Regions from separate parts of the Macaca mulatta genome. Here region 1 is linked to region 2. Evidence: chromatin contacts called from public Hi-C data. All regions are on one chromosome and are shown on one strand. The core of a region is the stretch at or near the end of the contact, and the rest is flanking DNA. Distances in the headings are between cores, read along the strand shown. Region 1 holds the start of JADE2 (jade family PHD finger 2). Region 2 holds the start of CDKN2AIPNL (CDKN2A interacting protein N-terminal like).

Region 1 (6,200 bases), core at 350-2,849, 110 kb before region 2:
TGTGATCTCTTTAGAAAAAAAAAAAATGTGTTGGGGTGGGGGTGGGGTGGGGGCGGGCAGGAGGAGCGAGGGAGGGGGAGTAGCCACTTTTTTCTTATTCACTCGGATCTCCGTTCCCGACACCCCCGTCGCCGCCCCCCACCCCCCCGCCCAGTTGTTTGGCTCCGGCGGGGAGTCCAGGTAGCGTTGCGGGCCCCGTGGGGGGAGGGTGCCCTGCCTCACCGCCCCCACCACCACGCCTGGCGGCACCCTGGGCCCGGACTCCCTATGGACTCTGGGGCGCCCCCAGCCCGCCCTGTCCCCAGGGCCGGGCCCGAGCGGCGGCTGCGCCCGTGCAAGTCCCATCAGGTCTGCTCACACTTCACACACTCACACACATACCCCGCCCCTCCACTCTTTCACTCACACTTTCTGCTCACACCCCGCCCCCTACGCGCCCCAGACCCGGGCGGCGCCCCCCGCAACCTTAAAAAAAAAAAAAAAAAAAAGCAAGCTTATACTTAAAAAAATCTTTTGGCGCCATATTAATGACGTACTTAAAATTTGCCATTTCTCCCTGCGTCAAAAAGACGTTTCTTTGCAAATAACAGCCTGGAGGCGACACTCGCGGAGGGAACGAGGTTTGCACTGAGCACCCCGCCCCCCGGGGCCCTCCAGCGCTGGAAGACCCTCGCCCTAGGCCCTGCTTCTGAATCGCTGGTTTTAAAATGCGAATCGAATAAATCGCGTGGCGTTTTGCAGCGCCAGAAGTGAGCAGAAAGTGCTGGCAGGAGGGGAGTGGAGGGGCGCACGCGAGTCTTGGGGAGGGGGCGCGGCCCTCCTCCCCGCACCCACTCCAAATGGAAAACTAACATTCCGGGCGGGGTAACTTGAAATTGTAGGCGACCTCAAGAAAAGAGGGGCGGTCCGTAGAGAGGGTCCCCATTGGGCTCGTCGCCCCCTCCCCCCTCCCGACTGCCTCCTGGCGCCTAGCGCTGCCCCGCATTTCCGGGGGGTGGAGAAGGCAGTGATGGGTGGGTGGGTGGCTGGTTGCACATCCTGGCCCCAGTAGGATTTTGCCCCGGGGCGACCCCTTCCTCCTTGCTCTTCCTTCCCATTACCCCGAAAGGGTTAAAAACCGAGGGGTAACTTCCAAAGGCTGGCACATGGCGAGGAAGCGGGGCGCCCCTCTCCCCACCCTTCGTCTCCTCGCCCCTCCTCCTCCGGCTCCACTTCCCGACTTGACCTTGTGGTGCACAAACAGTGCGCTCGGATCCTCGCAGTTTCTGGAAGAAGAGCCTGCGCTCGCCAGGCGGGCGGGCTCTCGGGCTGCTAGCCGGCGGTGGCGGGGCCTTGGGTCTGTTCCCGGAGCCGCGGGCCACACCCACCCAACCCGCTGCGCCCGCCGAGTTCACCTTCTCTCGAGGAAGGAGAAGGACTGGCCTCCTGGTCGGGGAGGAATCGGGGGTCAGGCTTCAACCTCCTCGGAATGCCTCTGACTGGGGAGGGGGTGGTGTGGCCTCGGGAGGAGGTTGTGGGGAGCCTGGCCCAACATCCCCAAAGCATCGTGGCCAACTTTTTCTTCCCCCTCATGCTCGGCTGCCCCTCAAAGATTATCCAATAATTTTTCAGCTCACCTTTGGCTTTGAAGGCATGTGGGTGAGTTTTGAATGGACACCAGACTTGCCTTCCCTCTCCAAGACTGAAGATTGTTTATTCTTCCTTACCCCTCCACCCCCTTCCATGGGAAGATAAATATTCAATTTACATAAGATGACATTTATGTGACAATTAAGAAGATTCCCCGATGGAATGTTGTGAACACATTTGCTTATAGGAGAAATAAATCTAATAATAAACAAACTCATAATAACAGCACAAATCCTTTGACAGGGCGGATTGTCTACCCAACAAAGAGGGAGATGATGGATGCTGAAATAAGCAGTTTTTGCAACAAGAAAGAAATATGAGCTCAGAGTCACTGCAACATTTCCTCTTCCTTGGCCTTCATTCACAAAGTCTGAGGATAATTGTCTGGCAAGGGGATGGTCTGGGTATTACCTCCCAAGTAGACCTGGCTGTGGCTCTCAGTGGTCAATTGGTGGGATTTTTCCCTAGCCAAGTTCAGAGCCTGGAAACAGGTGTTGCAGACTTGGAGTGTGCAACAAAATGGTTAAATACTTAGGTTCTAATCCTGGCTTTGCATTTTGGAAGTTGTGTGATGTGGGCAAGTGAATTCATCTCCCTGAATCTCTTTTTCCTTTTGGGTAGAATGGGGTGGTTGGAGGGTTGCTGAGGCCATGTGTGCACATATACATATATGTATGTATGTACATATACATGTGGTATGTGTAAAGCAGCAGCTGGCACAGGGTGCATAGTGCTCATTAGCACTTTGCCTGGTACCTAAGTGGGGTTTTTCTTGGAAGGGTGAAATTGTTCTCTGAAGCTTGATGGTCAAGGTCCAGGTGTCCATTCTGGGGTGGGAGTGAGGGTACCAGTTTACAGTGGTGCAGTCTAAAGAGATGACCTCCAGAGATGAATGAGGAAGGGGTGACCATTTAAAGTGCACCTGCCGTGTACTGGTGATTTTGTAAGCTATTCCATCTCATCCTCCCGCAAACCCCTTCTTACCTGTTCAGAAAGGTTTAGTAACTTACCGCAGCCATACGGCTAGTAAGTGCTGGCAGAATTGGCTCCTAGGTCTAGCTGACCTTGAGACCTACGTGGTTTCTATTTTACCACACTGCCAGAAAGAAAAAGTATTACTATTATTGGTTTGATTGGGGATGGGGGGATCTGACTGCTGTCTTGGCAAGAAGAATTTTATGAGCGGCACTTTGCTTCTGAGGTGGTTCCCTGACTTGGGGTGAGACCCAGGCCTTCTAATGAGCCCTTGAAAATACCTCTTGCTTAGGACTATCAAAACCCTTGGATTCCCACAGCTCTGTGCTGCTGTTTAAGGTTAACCTTGGAAGCTTTAACAGAATGATAACGATAAAGCTAATTGTAACTCCTTAATCTTTATTAAAAGTCTCACAAATCATTCATTAACTTTTTTTTTCCCCCTTTTTCCACAATCTCTACTTTGGATGTAATCATTCATTAACTTTTTACAGGAAAGAAATGAGAAGAAACAGAGTTCTTGAGATGTAATCCTTCGTTTTTCTCAACAAGCCTCCCGTATGCCAGGCACCATTCTTGGTGTTGGGGACACAGCACACACACACACACAAATAAGTAAATAAATAAAATAAACAAATGAGGGGTGGGGCAGGGAGAGCATCAGAAAAAATAGCTAATGCATGCTGGGCTTAATACCCAGGTGATGGGATGATCTGTGCAGCAAAACCACCACGGCACATGCTTACCTATGTAACAAACCTGCACATCCTGCACATGTATCCCAGAACTTAAAAAAAAAAAAAGAAAGGTAAAAATGTTAGCTGCTAGAGTGAGCAGGTTATTAAAATTGGACATGATTTTATTCTAAACTCCAAAATATAAAAATATATATTATGCTTGAAAGTGATTAAGTGCTGTGGAGAAACTCTTAAGTAGGAAAGGGTGATACACAATGTGGGAGTGCAGTTTTAAATAAAATAGGGAAGTTCTCACCGAGAAGACAGTCTTTGAGAAAAGGAGGTAAAGAAGTGAACTGTATGTGGGAGTATGTGTGTATGTACATGGGGGAAGAGAAGCCAGCTGTTCTTAACCTGGAGACCACAGACTTTCCTCTCCATGGGTCTGTGGATAGAATTCAGAGAATCCTTGACCTTAGATGAGAAAAAAATTACAACTTTATTTTCACTAATTAAAATGTAGCATGTTCGTCAATTATGAATACAGATAACAAGTCAGTGATATTACCAACACCTGTGACATTATTGCTGGTAGAAATCACAGATATTTTCATATCACTAGAATTGTTGCAAATATCTTAAAATACTACACTTCATGAGTAATTTATTGAAAAAAATATCATTTTACTCATCACTACTCCAAAATCATGGTGCTAGCTCTTGTAATTTAATGAATTAATAGAGAAGCACATATATACGTTTGAATATTTTGAGAGTTGTATTTCAATACAATTGGTTTTCTTTATAATTTGTGGAACTTATTTTATGGATTTAAAGATACTCTACTCGGAAGGAGTCCACAGGTGTCACAGACTGCCAAAATAGTCCATGGCACATGCACAAAAAAGGTTAAGAACCAAGGTCTCTAGAGACCAGCAAGTGCAATGCCTCTGAGGCAGGAATGTGCTTAATATGTAAATGAAAGAGATTATATAGGGCCTTGTAGGTTGTTGTTAGGAAGTTGCCTTTTGCTGGAGTGATAAGGAGAGTTTTGAGCATCACTGACATGATCTGACCCTGGGTTTAACAGGTCTCTTGGCTGTTACATGGAGAACAGATTAAAGAGGCAAAGCTGAAGCAGGAAGGCCAATTAGGAGACCACCTGAATAAACCAGGTGAGAGATGATTGGACCAGAGCGGTAGCAATTGAAGTGGTGGAAAGCGGTCATCTATGTTTTGAAGGTAGCTCTGACAGAATTTGCTGATGGTGTGAGAGAAAAAGAAAGAAATCAAGGACAGTGATAAGTGTTTTACCTTGAACCAATGGAAAGATGGAGTTGTCATTAACTGAGATGGAGGAAACTGGAAGGAGTAGGTTTTAGGGGATTAGGAGCTCAGTGTTGGACATATGAAGCTTGAGATGCCTATTAGACATTCAAGTGCAGCCATTGACAGGCAGCTAGACATGAAGCCTCAGCTCAGGGGTGAGGTCTGGGCTGAAGATGTCATTTGAGAGTGGTCAGTGAGCATATGGATGGTATTTAAATTTGAGATCATCAACTAAGTGAACATAGAAAGAGAAGGGGCTCAAGGATGGTGCCCTTCAGCACTGCAGGGTGAAGAGGTCTGGAAGATGAGGAGGAATCAGCAAAAGTGTTGTTGGCCGGGCGCGGTGGCTCAAGCCTGTAATCCCAGCACTTTGGGAGGCCGAGATGGGCGGATCACGAGGTCAGGAGATCGAGACCATCCTGGCTAACACGGTGAAACCCCGTCTCTATTAAGAAATACAAAAAACTAGCTGGGCGAGGTGGCGGGCGCCTGTAGTCCCAGCTACTCGGGAGGCTGAGGCCGGAGAATGGCGTAAACCCGGGAGGCGGAGCTTGCAGTGAGCTGAGATCCGGCCACTGTACTCCAGCCTGGGTGACAGAGCGAGACTCCGTCTCAAAAAAAAAAAAAAAAGTGTTGTTAATGTTGTTTAAAAAAAAAAAAAAAAGCATTCAAAGAGGTAGGAGGAATATCCTGGAAGCCAAAGGAAGTGAGAGAGAGTTTCAGGAGGGAGGAAAGCCTTATGTCCAAAGCTGTGGAGGGGTCAGACAAGCTGGAGGCTGAGAATTGATCATTGGATTCATCAACATGGAGGTTACTGGTGTCCTTGACAAGAGCCATGTCAATGGAGTAATGCTAGCAAAAGCTTGATTGAAATAGTTCGAGATAGAGAGGGAAGATTTCTAGTTGTCACAACTTGTTCTCAGATGCTAGCTGAAAATGAGATGTCCTCTGTATAGATTTATCTGTGAATGTGTATAGAGATGAATAACTATGTACCTGTAGAAATTTAATTCAAACAGCTTTTGTTGAGGATCTTCTATGTACTAGGCATGGTAATGGATGCTACAAATACTGAGAGAAATAAAACACATTAATTGCCTTCCAGGGGTCACAGTCTAGCAAACTTTGTTGGCACACGAAATACACACAAATCAATATACATGACTAAATACACATAGTCACTCTAGACATCAGTTTTTCATGTGTAATAGACAATATGATTAAAACTATGGATTCCGGAGTCAGGCAATCCTTTGTTTGAGTCCTGCCTCCACCATTCTCCAGCTCTGTTACTTTGCACAAGTCAATCAACTTCTCTGTGCCTCAGTCTCCTCCTCTGTAAACTAGGGATGCAATGAACTTTAGTGTGGATGGAGTGTATGGGAAGCGTGTTAAAAATGCAGATTTTTTTTTTTTTTGAGACAGTTTCTTGCTCTGTCGCCCAGGCTGGAACGCAGTGGCACGATCTGGGCTCACTGCAACCTCCGCCTCCCAGGTTCAAACGATTCTCCTGCCTGAGCCTCCCAAGTAGCTGGTATTACAGGCACACATCACCGTGCCCAGCTAATTTTTGTATATTTAGTAGAGACA
Region 2 (5,726 bases), core at 2,291-4,790:
CCCACAGCCTCAACCTCCCAGTCTCAAGCAATCCTCCCACCTCAGCTTCCTGAGTAGCTGGGACTATAGGCGTGTAACACCACACCTGGCTACTTTTTTAGTTTTTGTAGAGACAGGGTCCCACTATGTGGCCCAAGTTGGTCTTGAACTACTGGACTCAAGCAATCCTCTCACTTTGGCTTCCCAAAATGCTGAGATTGGCCGGGTACTGTGGCTCATGCCTATAATCCCAGCACTTTGGGAGACTGAGGTGGGCGGAACACCTGAGGTCAGGAGTTCGAGACCAACCTGGCCAACATGGCAAAACCCCGATTAGCCAGGTGTATTGGCATGCACCTGTAATCCCAGCTACTTGGGAGATTGAGGCAGGAGAATCAGTTGAACCCGAGAGGCGGAGGTTGCCGTGAGCCAAGATTGTGCCATTGTATTCCAGCCTGGGCAACAAGAGTGAAACTCCATCTCAAAAAAACACCAAAAAACACCAAGTGCTGAGATTACAGGTGTGAGCCACTGTGCCCAGCCTATTTGTACATCTTAAGAGTTAAACAAAGGCCAGCATGTTGGCTCATGCCTGTAATCTCAACACTTTGGGAGGCTGAGGCAGGAGGATTGCCTGAGGTCAGAAGTTTGGGACCAACCTGGGCAAAACGGTGAGACCCTGTGCCTATGTTTTAAAGATATTAAAAAAAAAAAAAAGTTATATCTTTTTAAGGATGTTTGTCCTCGAAACAGCCTGGAGATAGTGTCTATCTCCAGAGCAAAGGGCAGGTGTATTTACTGTCCAGATAAAAGTAATTGCTCTGGAGAAAAGGTTGGGCAAATATGCTTGTAGTTCTTCTTTATTAATTATTGATGTCCTTTCAATTTGGGGTTCTTCGGCTGTGAAACAAACCCACTTCGTATACCTCATCTAACTGTGCCCCTTGGCATAGCGCCTGTGGGACTTGGGGGACAAGGGGAGGCAGGGCAAACATGAAGCTCATGCTGCTTGTTGTGCTGTGAGTAATGAAGATCTTTTCTTTGTCTCAGAATCTGTGTCTTTTGCCAGTATCCTTTGAAATTGTTGTATGGATACTTGTTAGGTTGAAATAGGAGTAAAATCTTACATCCTTTAGTGTTCTTTTTTTTTTTGGAGACGGAGTCTCGCTCTGTCACCCAGGCTGGAGTGCAGTGGCCGGATCTCAGCTCACTGCAAGCTCCGCCTCCCGGGTTCACGCCATTCTCCTGCCTCAGCCTCCCGAGTAGCTGGGACTACAGGCGCCCGCCACCTCGCCCGGCTAAGTTTTTGTATTTTTAGTAGAGACGGGGTTTCACTGTGTTACCCAGGATGGTCTCGATCTCCTGACCTCGTGATCCGCCCGTCTCGGCCTCCCAAAGTGCTGGGATTACAGGCTTGAGCCACCGCGCCCGGCCTTTTTTTTTTTTTTTTTTTTTTTTTTGAGATGGAGTCTCACTCTGTTGCCCAGGCTGGAGTGCAGTGACCGGATCTCAGCTCACTGCAAGCTCCGCCTCCCGGGTCTACGCCATTCTCCTGCCTCAGCCTCCCGAGTAGCTGGGACTACAGGCGCCCGCCACCTCGCCCGGCTAGTTTTTTTGTTTGTTTGTTTGTTTGTTTGTTTGAGACAGAGTCTTGCTCTGTAGCCTGGGCTGGAGTGCAGTGGCCGGATCTCAGCTCACTGCAAGCTCCGCCTCCCGGGTTTACGCCATTCTCCTGCCTCAGCCTCCCGAGTAGCTGGGACTACAGGCGCCCGCCACCTCGCCCGGCTAGTTTTTTGTATTTTTAGTAGAGACGGGGTTTCACCGTGTTAGCCAGGATGGTCTCGATCTCCTGACCGCGTGATCCGCCCGTCTCGGCCTCCCAAAGTGCTGGGATTACAGGCTTGAGCCACCGCGCCCAGCCTGTGATTTTTAGGGTAATTCAGTGGGCTTGAAGAACATGCAATGGCCTGGGACAAAGTCTGTTGGGCCTGCAGAGGAGTCAAGGGTTTGTGACAAAAGTCTGTCCTGGTGTGTTGACATACTTCAGTCTTTCCTCCTGCAAAACGAGTTCAGTTAATGAAAACTCAGGGAGGGAACCAGAGGTAATTGTTTCCTTTGGTGTTCTGGACTAAATTTAGGCAGATAAGGGAACAACTTCATCTTAGGCTTTGGGAGGAATAAAGAATTGACAGACAGGAGTGTGGTGGTGGGTGAGGTCAGAGAGACCTTGAGGCTTCTTCATCAGTTCAGCATGTCAAAATACATTTTGAGGTATTGGTTTCTGAGCCCCAACACCCAGTTACTGTACTTGAATGCTTCCAGGGATGGGGAATTCACCACTTTAAAGGAAGCTCTTTTGTCTCTCAGTGTGTCTGCTACCTGAGCCTAGAACAGACAGCCGAGTCATGCCAGCTAAATAGAAACTTTCAGGACTAGCCAGTCGCGATGGCTCACACGTGTAATCCCAGCATTTTGGGAGGCTGAGACAGATCACTTGAGCTCAGGAGTTCGAGACTCAGCCTGGGCAACATGGCGAAACCCTGTCTCTATTTAAAACCAAATCCAAACTTGCTCATTTCCTCTGGACACATTCTTTCTGACTCCTTCCAGCATCTTTTGTAAACCCAGGTGTCACTGTTCTGGTTAAAATCCTTCAGTGGCTCCCCATTCTTGGGATCTAGCCAGGATCCCTGCCTGGCCTACTGGCCTTGCTGACCTCTGCAACCTCATCTTCTCCATTCTCTACCTGCCCTGCCCCCCAGCCCCTCCTACCCCGTATCTTGCAATTCTCTTACCAGGCCATGCTCTTTCTTGCTCTGACCGACTCCCCTTTTCTCAGAAAATTGCTCATTCTTCAGTTCTCCAGGATCACTTCCCTGACCCCAAGACTAGATTGGGTCCCTTCCTTGCTTATTCATGGTTGTAGCACGCTGGACTTCTCTTTACTAGTACTTGTCAACGCTGAAATTCTCCACTTACTTGAGCAATTAGTTCACTAATGTCTGCTCCTCCACTCGATGGTAAAGTTCAGGCGAGCAGGGCTCCGAGTGTGCTCTCATTGCCTCTCCAGCACCTAGCAATGTGCCTGGCAAGTATTCACCGGATGGATGGATTACTCGCTCCAGGAAGGCGGGCCCCAACCTGCGTGGCTGTGGAGACCCCTGGAAGTGGACCTATCTATCCCTGACCCGGGCCCCCTGATATCCCTTAGGATGAGGCGGTGCCTGGGAAACTCCCAGGGCAAGAAAGATACAGCATAGCTCTGACTGGCATCCAGCTGCCAACTGGAAGAGGGCGCTCCGACTCTGTGCTTAGGGACCTCAGTTTTCCCACCGGTTCCCAGCAGGGTCGACCGCGAAGGGCCCTTGCAGCCCTGGGTAGACCCAGGGCATGCGCCGCGGGCTGCGGCGGTCTGAGGAGCCAGGAGCCGCTCTGTGCCCCCGCAGGCCGCCGCTCCGGGCGAGGGCGCTCCAGGCTGGTCTTCTGGAGCAGTCGTGCGCTGACGGGGCCCCTCTGGCTGGCAGGTGGTGGCGCAGTGCGCGACGGGAAGGCGGCGGGCTATCCGGTCTTCGGCTGCAGCGGGCACCATGGTCGGTGGCGAGGCGGCAGCTGCAGTGGAGGAGCTGGTCTCGGGGGTGCGGCAGGCGGCCGACTTCGCGGAGCAGTTCCGCTCCTACTCAGAGAGCGAGAAGCAATGGAAGGCCCGCATGGAATTCATCTTGCGCCACCTGCCCGACTACCGCGACCCGCCCGACGGCGGTGGCCGCCTGGACCAGCTGCTGTCCCTCTCCATGGTCTGGGCCAACCATCTCTTCCTAGGCTGCAGGTGCGGACCCCTGCCGGCCGGCTGATCCTGTCCCCTCTCTTCCGACCCTCAAGCCCTCTTCCAGGGCTCACCCCTGACCCGAACCTCTGCCCCAGACTGAACCCGCTCCCAACCTCCATCCGCATTGCCCGGCCCGAAGACTGATTCCCACCCTGAAGGCCCCTTGGAACGATCCTTATCTTTGAGCCTCAGTTTTCTCTTCTGGTAAAAGGGTGGTTATGATGACTGTAATAATTAAAGGGTGAAGAGCTAAATACATGGCGGGTTCAAAAGTTGCTATTGTTATATGTATTACTACCATTATTAGCTCAAACCATCACCTTTGCAGTGTGCATTCGAAGTCCGTTAGCCTCTGTCACCTACATGGCAAAGTGCAGAGACAGAAACGGAGATCCCCATTTTACAGATGAAAAAGCTTAGGGAGGGAAGTGATGTAACTAGGACCATGCAGCTTCTGGCAGGTTTGATGGATTTTAACCACTAATGACAGGATGTAATCTGTATCCTGTGCCTTTTTGTCCTCACTCCACAGCCCACTGGGTCCTAAGTAGGAACCAGCTTTACCTCTTTGTTTTCCCTCTTATGAAAATGACCGATGCCTTTTTGTCAAGGTCCCAAAGCCCACTTCATCCTGGCTGCTGCACCAAAAGGACAAAGACTCGCTTTTGAAGTGCCTGATAAGGCATTCCCTTCACCCCTCCATGAGGAAGGTGGCAAATCTTGAGACTCCCTGTTAGAGAGCCTCCATTTTCCTGAAATTGTGTTAGGAAAATAGGGTGACTTGGTTTGATCTTGGTTTCTATACCTATTATGGTTGCCTGACTCTGGTCATTTGGCCCCTCCAGGCCTAAGCCACTTGGTTTTGCTTCACATATTGGGGTTTATTAGAACAGTACGTAGGGAACCAATGCCAGAGGCACCCGTCCCTTTTCCCTGCCTTCTAGGTGCTCCTGGGAAATCCTGGTTTTCCATGGTTAGGCGAATGTCAGAGAATTGGGCAAATAAATAATGTTTTTGTTAGACTGACATTCCATGTATTTAAAAAATAAACAAAAATATTTTGGCCCTCATCCCGTATCTGAGAATATCTGTTGTTAGATGTACAGTGCCTCTGTTCTTCTAAATCTTGAAACATTTGCTCTACTGGTATTTATAAAGTCCACTTCTGTATCTACAAGCAAGAAGTGTTCACAGGACCAGGCGCAGTGTCTCAAGCCAGTAATCCCAGCACTTTGGGAGACCGAGGCAGGAAGATCACTTGAGGTCAGGAGTTCGAGACCAGCCTGGCCAACATGGTGAAACCCTGTCTCTACTAAAAATACTAAAATTAGCCGGGCATGGTGGCACATGCCTGTAATCCCAGCTACTCAGGAGGCTGAGGCAGGAGAATTGCTTGAACCTGGGAGGTGGAGGTGGCAGTGAGCCAAGATCACACCACTGCACTCCAGCCTGGGGGATACAGCAAGACTCCATCTCAAAACCTTGTGCTGAACATGTATAGGTTTGCCCTGCAGTATCAGATCAGTTCTCTGAGAGTTGATTTTATGGTTGAGCAACCTGCAGTTTCTTATTAATTCACAATGACAATTCTTCCGAGGTTTTTACCTTATTACTTTTTATTGTGCAGTTACAATAAAGACCTTTTAGACAAGGTGATGGAAATGGCCGATGGGATTGAAGTGGAAGACCTGCCACAATTTACTACCAGAAGTGAGTTAATGAAAAAGGTAAATAGGATTTCCAAGTGTATGTGATGAAATGGTGTAGAGTTAACAGTCCCTGCTTTGATGACACTATATTAGAGTATTGTTTTTGAGTGCTCTTGTTTACTACCCCAAAGACCTATACCTTTTCATTATTATTTCCCCATAATTGGTATAACCTTTTCATAAGTAGTTGACAACACATTGTGATAAATTAT

The links. A called contact is a pair of places that touch in the nucleus more often than the background predicts.
Region 1: a Hi-C map of cortical neurons shows a contact between it and region 2, with 4 times the contacts expected there. The contact joins the promoter of JADE2 here to the promoter of CDKN2AIPNL in region 2. A contact is called at or near these places in 7 of 14 Hi-C or Micro-C datasets (CD4 T cells, blood, cortical neurons and 4 more).

Annotation. Positions count from the first base shown.
Region 1 is chr6:143,436,557-143,442,756 of T2T-MMU8v2.0, reverse strand. JADE2 (jade family PHD finger 2) reads right to left here and starts at 1,599. Exons shown (of 12, transcript XM_015140936.3): 1 at 1,226-1,599.
Region 2 is chr6:143,328,975-143,334,700 of T2T-MMU8v2.0, reverse strand. CDKN2AIPNL (CDKN2A interacting protein N-terminal like) reads left to right here and starts at 3,540. Exons shown (of 3, transcript XM_015140930.3): 1 at 3,540-3,805; 2 at 5,433-5,532. The coding sequence starts at 3,567. LOC144341541 (a long non-coding RNA gene) reads right to left here and starts at 3,313. Exons shown (of 2, transcript XR_013418539.1): 1 at 2,959-3,313.